2 separate regions of the Mus musculus genome follow, and region 1 is linked to region 2. The links are chromatin contacts, called in public Hi-C maps. All regions are on one chromosome and are shown on one strand. Each heading gives the region's core, a stretch centred on a gene start, on an enhancer-like site or on the middle of the called end of the contact. The rest is flanking DNA. Distances are from core to core; before and after follow the strand shown.

Evidence for each region. Hi-C and Micro-C count contacts between places; a contact is called where the count stands out from the background.
Region 1: a Hi-C map of B cells shows a contact between it and region 2, with 1.9 times the contacts expected there. The contact joins two enhancer-like sites. A contact is called at or near these places in 2 of 15 datasets of contacts at CTCF or cohesin (embryonic stem cells and large pre-B cells), 9 of 484 Hi-C or Micro-C datasets (B cells, the G1E-ER4 cell line and embryonic stem cells) and 1 of 9 other capture datasets (embryonic stem cells).

Annotation. Positions count from the first base shown.
Region 1 is chr4:59,726,625-59,730,893 of GRCm38.p6, forward strand. All of the region lies in intron 2 of E130308A19Rik (RIKEN cDNA E130308A19 gene), which reads left to right. Among named protein-coding and RNA genes, the nearest start is that of Inip, 55 kb to the right of the region's middle. Within about 2 kb of position 1,422, at least 20 of the 459 cell types and tissues checked have an H3K27ac peak or open chromatin away from gene starts, as enhancers often do. A contact at or near this core is called in B cells, where this site is marked.
Region 2 is chr4:59,349,909-59,354,160 of GRCm38.p6, forward strand. It overlaps Susd1 (sushi domain containing 1), which reads right to left. Exons shown (of 17, transcript NM_001163288.2): 11 at 1,730-1,821; 12 at 1-104. Among named protein-coding and RNA genes, the nearest start is that of Gm35578, 70 kb to the left of the region's middle. Within about 2 kb of position 2,238, at least 22 of the 459 cell types and tissues checked have an H3K27ac peak or open chromatin away from gene starts, as enhancers often do. A contact at or near this core is called in B cells, where this site is marked.

The DNA of each region.
Region 1 (4,269 bases), core at 172-2,671, 380 kb after region 2:
AGTAGTGCTTCGTCTAGTATTTTGAGCCAGCACTTAGCGGCTTCTTCGGAAGGAAATGTAGTCACCGTGCAGTGCCAAGCTGCTGTTCCGCATGTGTTGTTCCGTTCCAGAGAGAGCCTTCCTGCCACACACCTGCAGAAAAGAGAACAGCAATTCTGTTTGCCACTGAGAATCTTCTTCTTTTAAACTTGAGCATTTTTATGGCAAAGTCCAGTAGAAGACAGTGGGGCAGCAGGGCCTCCCCGGTCAGGTATTTTTAGTTTGAATGGTGTAGCAGCAGAAGCCTTCGAGGTGCACACATTGTCTTAGGTGTCAGCATGGCTCACATAGAATTGCATCTATAAGAGTAACTAGTAACTTAGGGGCTGGAGAGATGGCTCAGTGGTTAAGAACATGTATGGCTCCTCTGGAGGACCTGAGTTTGAGTCCCAGCTATCATATATATATATATATATATATATATGATAGTCCCACATATCAGGTGTCTGTAATTCTAGCTACAGGCCAAAACCTCTGCACATACTTACACATAATCAAAGATAATAAAAATTGAATCTGAATAAGACATTTAAATTTAATGTATACCTAATGTCAGCTTTTGTGTCAAGCATTTGCTTAGGGCTGAGGTGGTTCACGGCCTTATATCCATCAGGTCTTTTTACCTGTCTGTCCATTCAGTCCCTGGTGTTTCCTTCTCTACTTGGTGGCACCACACACACTCCAAAGACAGGAAGAAAGCTGCTCCAACAGACTAACTCCATCTACTGCACTCACTCTATAGTCAACACGGGGCAAATACCATCACACTCTTACTTAGACTGTCATAAAATATTAAGCAAAGAAGGCTGCTTCTGAAAGAGCCTTTTACACCAACATGCGAAAATCCCTCCCTTACTGCAGCCCCCCCCCCATCAGTTCAATAGGTAATAATTACAGGATTCCTTTCATGAAGGAATAATCTCCTTAGCTACACAGAAGCTTTTTGTGTGGCTGTCAGGGGCATAGTGACAACCAGTGCTGTGTTTGGACACATTGGTGCTAGAATTACTGATTTAATTCTAAGATAATTAAAACTAATTCGTCAAGGCCCCTGCCATGTCTTTGCTTAGAGCAGCAGTTCTCAACCTATGGATTGTGACCCTTTTGGGGGTGTTGAATGACCCTTTCACGTGGTTCACATATCAGATATCCTGCATACCAGATATTTATATTAACAGTTCATAACAGTAGCAGAATTACAGTTAGGAAGTAGCAATAAAAATAATTCTATGGTGGGGGGTCACCATTATATGAGGAACTGTATTAAAGGGTCACAGCGTGATTTACCTGCTCATGCCTACCAGAATATGCTTTGAATGTCCGCCCCTACGGGGGGCGGTGGGGGGGGGAGGAAGCAATAAAAAGGAACTGAGGTCCGTGTGGTGCAGCACAACTCTGCTGTGCTCACCCAGCCCCAGAGCCGAACCGCAGCGTTTCTTGATTCTGGTATTGGGAGATTTCAGACACCAACAACTGCATGGCTTCAGTGATGAAGTCTCTGGGTTCACAGTGGGCATGTGTTTGAATCCTGCTTCCAGCTGTTTTTCCACCCTCGGATCTTCTGTTTTGAATATCTCCCTATCCTAAGACCTTTATGTCCTACTGTAGTTTTTTGAACAAACCGTATGTATACTTGGTAGGTTTTTAATTTATTGTTTCTATTTCCCCCATGACTGTAAACATACTTGTTGCAAAAGTTGGACACAGAGTTGCCAGATCAACCTTGTACTAAGGGATCATTTCCCTCTCCTATGCAGTAATGTAAACATGTAACTAAAATCCCATAGGTCTGGCGAGGAGACTGAATGGATGGCCCTACTTAAATTTACCAGAATCAGTATGTGATGCAAGTGTCGACTGCAAGGAAGAATCTCATGCCTTAGTGGGATGGAGGCTGTATTCTGCTCCAGGGAGGTCCTCTGTTCTGCTTCTAAGTTGTAGAGATGTGTTTGCAGCTCCTTTTCTTCCATCCCTAAGTACTTAGGGAATAAAAAGACAGACTTATCATTGTTGTTTTATGGTTAAGACCAGGCGTCTGTTTGGAAATACCGTAATCATAATTAATGCTTAAGGGATGTCATTGAAACCACAGAGGGCTGTGCCGTGCTTTGGGGGGGGGGGGGGGGCGGGGGGGTGTGACTTGCCCAAGTTGGTCGATTGGCATCTTCCTGTGTGTCTTTTAGCCCCTGGCTTCTATATGATTTATGTGGGAAAAACATGTGTCTCTGTCACTCGTGTCATATTTTAAAATGTCTTTAAGCTGCTACAGTTATAACTTGTGATGGGAAGCAGAGAAAGGTGAGTCCAGGTGAGAGAACCATGTGTTAACATGTCAGATGTATGATGCTCTCTAGTCAGGTGATCCTCTGCCTGTCAGTGTTTGTAATACAGAACTTTTGTGACCAAGAGTATATATGGTATCACTTTCATTTTTGTTTTGCTGCTCACTGACCTTTCACACTAAGATGTTTCATTTTTCTCAGCTCACTGTTCTGCCTTCATTACTGTCTGTGTACTTGTGCTTTAAATAAAACTCTAGTTTTGTGTCCCAGTGGTCGGTTCCATCATGTATATAACATTTGCCTCTAATGTAGTGAGATTTTTCTGTTGTTGTTTTTATTTATGTATACATTTGTTGGTACAGCCTAAACTTTATGGAAATAAGCAACCCAATAAATTCAGCTAATGGGTGTTGATGGTGTCTCCAGTGAGCGCCTGTTCAGTCACACTGTCTTTTCTATATTTGGATCTGACAACCAGTTTTCAGTTAATAAACTATTTTCTGCAAAGTAGCTGTTTTTGTAACTTTACCAATTTAAAAAAGCAGGTCCCAATTTGAAAAAAAAGAATCAAGTTGTTGGCCTGGTATACTGCAGTGGTCCTGGGATATTATCACTATGTACAGAGCCAGGGACTCCATATACATGCATGTAACCATGAAGGGAACAGTACTGAAAGAGGAAGCATTTATACACACAGCTATTTACACAAGCAGGTAATAAAATTCTTTTGTAGCTCTGTAGCTGGGTTATTCATGGTCTTCCTGTAGTTCCAGGCCAATTTATGGAATAGGATGTTCCACAGCATTTATTTGTTTGTTTATTTATTGTGGGAGGGTATGCAGGCGTGTCTGTGGTGTGTGTGTGTGTGTGTGTGTGTGTGTGTGTGTGTGTGCCAACAAAGTCAAGTTCTTGTCAGTTGCTTCACCACTTAACTTTTGAGACAGGATCTCTCCGTGAGCCAGGAGCTCGAAATTTTAGCTCAATTTCCTGGCCACAGAGCCCTTAGGATCCCTTTGTCTCACATCCCTTTGTCCAGCGCTACATGCGAGCACTGAACCAGGTTTATGTTTATAGAACCCCCTTTTATTTTATTTTTTCCATGTTTGAGACAATATGTACCTCAGGCTAGCCTAAAATTAACCACATAGCAGAAGGTGGACGTGAATAACTTATCCTCTCCAATCTACCTCTCATGTAACAGGAGAGAGAGGAATGAGAGAGAGAGAGAGAGAGAGAGAGAGAGAGAGAGAGAGAGAGAGAGCCAGCGCAATGCAAACACCAGGTTCGTTTTCTCTCTGTATGTAGACCTCTGTTAGCCCCTTACCTCCACAAAAGGATTCCATGCTTTGTAAACGCATACAGAGTTGTACAGATCTAAATACGTAGCGGCAAATTGGAGAGACGGTCCAGCAGTTATTAGCACATGCTTCCAGAGGACCTGGGTTTGTTTCCCAGCACCCACGGCGCCCCTCACAACTGCCTTTACTCCAGTCCCAGGGGATTTGACATGCCTTCTGGTCTCTGCAGGCACCAGGTACATTCGTGGTGCACAGACATACGTGCAGGTAAAACCCTGATACACATTAAAATTATGTATGCCGTAAAGCTGAGCATCATGACACACACATTTAATTCCAGAATTCAGGAGACAGACAGGTGGATCTCTGTGAATTTGAGGCCAGCCTGGTCTACAAAGTGAGCCCAGGACAACAAGGGCTGTTCTACTGAGAAACCCTGTCTCGGAAAACAAAAACAAAAGAAATATATATGTCAGATCCTAGGTTTCCTTATTTTCAAAAACGTGTTTTTAGGTAGGCATCTTCATATGTTGTTTATTACATTTAGCATGTTTTACATTCCTCGTTAAGCAAAAAAGAAATAGTTCCTCAGTGCTTAATCCCAGACATCTTTGTTGAGTCACTAAAATTATTGGAGGAGGAGGAGGAGG
Region 2 (4,252 bases), core at 988-3,487:
TGCAGGTCCAGGCATATCTCAGGGTCCTGGCTGCTGCTGGTTGTATTGAAGACCATTTCCTGGACAAATGCCTTCTGATACCATCTCTGGCCCCAAATGTGGAACTGAAAGATGAAAAGTTCACGGGGTGAGACATTCTGAATGCCTTGAGACCTATGCTTTTTCCAGGGTTCTCTTCCTTTCCCCCTCTCCCCTATAAAGTTTTTTTTTTCCAAGAAGTAAATGCAACAATAAGCTAATAGTAAATTTTCAACATTATACATGTTTTTACATATGATGATTACAATACCATGAGGATAATACATATATTTATAATAAAACACACACAAATAGATGATTACATAACTATAATCTCAGCCCCTGGGCATCTTGATTTTTTTTTTAATTTTTATATTTTATTTATGTGTGTAGAGAGTGAGTATGCGCACCTGTGTGCAGATGTCTATAGAGACCAAAAGGGGACATTGAATCCCCTGGAGAGAGGATTCCAGGCCAGTGTGAGGGGCTGGGTGGAGGTGAGGGAACTGGGAACCAAACTCGGTCCTCAGCAAGAACAGCAGACTCTCTGAAGCTCTGAGCTGTCCCCTCTAGGCCTGAGTGGTTTACGCCAGGCTGGCCACATAGAAAGCCCAAGGCCAACCTAGAATGCATAGTGAAACCATCTCAAATAGATGGCAAGATGGCTCAGAGGGTAAGAACACTGACTGCTCTTCTGAAGGTCCTGAGTTCAAATCCCAGCAACCACATGGTGGCTCACAACCACCTGTAATGAGATTTGACACCCCCTTCTGGTGCATCTGAAGACAGCTATAGTGTACTTATCATAATAATTAATAAATTTAAAAAAAAAAACAGAAGTATATATGTGCAAAATAAAATTTTTTTTTAAAAAGAAAGAAAATAAGATAGAAGAGCAACACTCAGGGGCCCTACATAGCTGCTTGGTCTTTTATTATCTCATGCATTTATAGCATGGAAGCCAACTAGCAAAACGACAGGAGCAAGGAATGTTCTCCTAGAGAGAAAATTTGGAATCTGAACCAGGCACCACTGACTAGGGTACTCCTTTTTTGTAACATCCAATAACTGAAGAGAAGCCCCCTCTTTCCCCATGATCTCCCTTCCTTCAGTGGTCATCGATCTTCACAGATTCTCTGTGACTGTCCAGGCAACACACACACACAAAGCCTGGTCTCTGCAGAGATACCGGTGTGACCAAAGGTCACTGCACTCCTACCAGAGACTCTGCCTGCGTACTGACTCTGCACCAAGATACACAACTCTAGAAAATTCCACACTTTCTTACCACTCCTGAGTAGTCTGTCCTCTGGCAAGCAGCCGAAGTGGCTGCCCCTGAGCTTCTTAGCCAGTCATCATGATACATCTCTGCCAACGGCAGCTACAAACATAGTTTTTAGTCTAATTTTTTTTTAAAAAAATGTTTTTTAGATTTATTTTATTTTGTATACAAGTGTTTTGACTGCATGTGTGTATGTGGACGTGTACATGGCTGCTGCCCACAGAGATCAGAAAAGGGCACTGAATCTCCTGGAAATGGAGTTACAGATGGTGGGGAGCTGCCAGGAAGGTGCTGGGCATTGAACCTGGGTCCTCTGATGGAGCAGCTGAGCCATCTCTTAACAGCTGAACCATCTCTCCAGCCCCTGGATGTTTTAAACCTTCCACACAGTGCACATATCTGCAAGTAAGGTGAATTTTAGAAACTTACTAAATACATCTCTAGTACATCAGCTGTCTTGAGGCTGCTCCATCTCAGGCAGGTATCATTATATACCGAAATATTAGCGATGGTCTGTTTTGCTGCAGAGAGGAAAGAAAGAACTGAATTTACACTGTATGGAGAAAACAAAACAAAACACAAAACCACTAACTTTGCATTGAAGTATTTCCTAGGAAGAGCATTTACATAGGGTGAATTCAGCAGTATTTTGATTCAGAAGTCAGAGGCAGCAGTTTTCAAGAAACACCGTGTTCCTGCTCAAGTAAATGAGTCCTGATGGGGATTTAGGAACCAGAGATGCCCGGCCAGAACCGTCTTCAAATGTTTAGGTTAGACACCAACGACCCCCTTGGTTTACTAGGTTTAAGTTAGAAGTCATTGCCCTGGGCTTTGAAGACCATTTGGACAAAATAAGTCTCGGTTTGAAATTCTGAAGTGAGGGAAGAGTCACTCTGAGGAACTGAAAACTGCCATTGCATGCAACCCGGCCTTCTGTGACTTCTGTGGCTTCCCCTGACTTGCATTTCCACACCATGGTCTCAAAATCTGCTCAGTTTCAGGGTCCTCGATCCAAAGGCACAGCCACGTAGGATTTGTCCCTGAGGCACAGCTACCTGAGCACTTTACTTCCTGCAAATCCTGATACCAGAGGTGACTTCAGTGATGGCTGTCCCTAGACAGGAAATATCACCACTGGAAGGCTAAGCGGTTTCAGTGGAGCACTGCAGTGAATACAGTTTAAAAGACACCCCAAAGAAAGGCCCACGGGAAGCAGGGCTATGTGGAGCAAACCCTGGCCTGACTGGTTCCTGTGAATGAAGCTGAGTCGGTGTGGGTTAAGCATGTTTACAATGAGAGGAAAAACCCGCTTCACAAGTCAGACCCTCACTTCAGATGCTGCAAGGCATGGAAGAAGCTCGGGTCTGAGGGACACAACCCCATTCCCAGGGAAGCGGAAGACGGTGGTGGAGATTAATGGCCCAAGAGACCGAGGTCTCTGGACACTTCAAACTGCAAGTGATATTTAATGCTATGACTAATGTTCTTGCTTGCTGTGTTTTTGTGGTACTAGGGTTCAATCTGAGACGCACATGTGCTAGTACTCATCCTGCTACCAAGCTACATCCCTGGTCAATAATGCCAGTCTCAACAGTACGATCCCACCAGTTTGAGATCACAAAAAAAGTAGAAAGTTTTCCAACTCTCTCGGTGTTGATTCACAACACCTAAGCTGTACAGAGGATGGCAAGCCAAACACCAAACTGTCTATGCCAAATTCACACAGAAGAAAGGAAAAAAATACAGCAAATAGGGCCTGGAGAGATGGCTCGGGAGTTAAGAGCAGTTGGTGGTCCTGCAGAGTTCCTAGGTTTGATTCCCAACATCCACACACGGTGCCTCAGACGCATCTCTAACTTCTGTCCTAGGGAATCCAACACCCTCTCCTAATGTCCGTGCACACCAGGAACATGCATGGTACAATACATACATTCAGGCAAACACTCGGACATACAAAATTTTAATTTAATTTATTTATTTTGATATTTTTGAGATAGGATCTCAATTCATAGACCAGGCTAGACTTAAACTCATAGAGATCCACCTGCTTCTGCCTTCTAAGTGCTGGGATTAGAGGTGTGTGTCACCACACCCAGGTTTGTTTTTATGTAAAATTGTATGTATATATCAGAAAACAGAGGTGAGTAGTAATTCACAAAAAAAACCATCATGACCAAGAAAAAGTTATTCCCAGAATGCATGATCATTACTTGAGATGCTATTAGTAGATAAAAGAGACCACATGGTTACTTTCACATTCATAAATATACTCCTGACTTAAAATCCTGGTTTACAAGGACTCAACTTCTCAGAAGCCCTTTAGTTTAGCCATGTTTATTAGAACTTACCATGCTAAATAATAATTGGTAAAATAATTAAGCAGTTTCTTGTAAAGTTACCAACAATACAAGGATGTCTGGTCTCCAGGCTGTTATTTGTCTATTAGTCGGGGCATTCTAGACCAAAAACAATGAGGTAAAAATACTGCAATGAAAGTGGGAAAGGGTCGTAACTGCCAGGAACTCTCAGCGAATAAATCTAATACCAAGCTGCCCGAAGACAATAGAAAAACAAGACAAGATAACAGAAGCTTGGTAACCTGCATCCAGAGAGATGTCCATGAAGGCAGTCGCTTTCTTTCTGTCTACAAGGCAAAGCAAGATCAGATGGATGGACCCCCACAGATGTCAGATGTCAGATCCCAGATCCTGGGACTGATGGCTGCTGGACCAACAAGGCCTTGGTGGGATGACTGACCCAGAGAGATTAGCCTGGATTATCCGCTAGGCTCAGTGGAATAACAAGGATCTTTAGAAATCAGCTGATAGGATTAGTGTTTAAGAAAGGTGAAATTGGGAGTGAGAGGTGGGGTGGAGAAAGCTCAGCTTGCTGTGAAACCTTGGGAGCCTCTGTTCGGATCCCCAGCACCTATGAAAAAGCCAGGTGAATCCA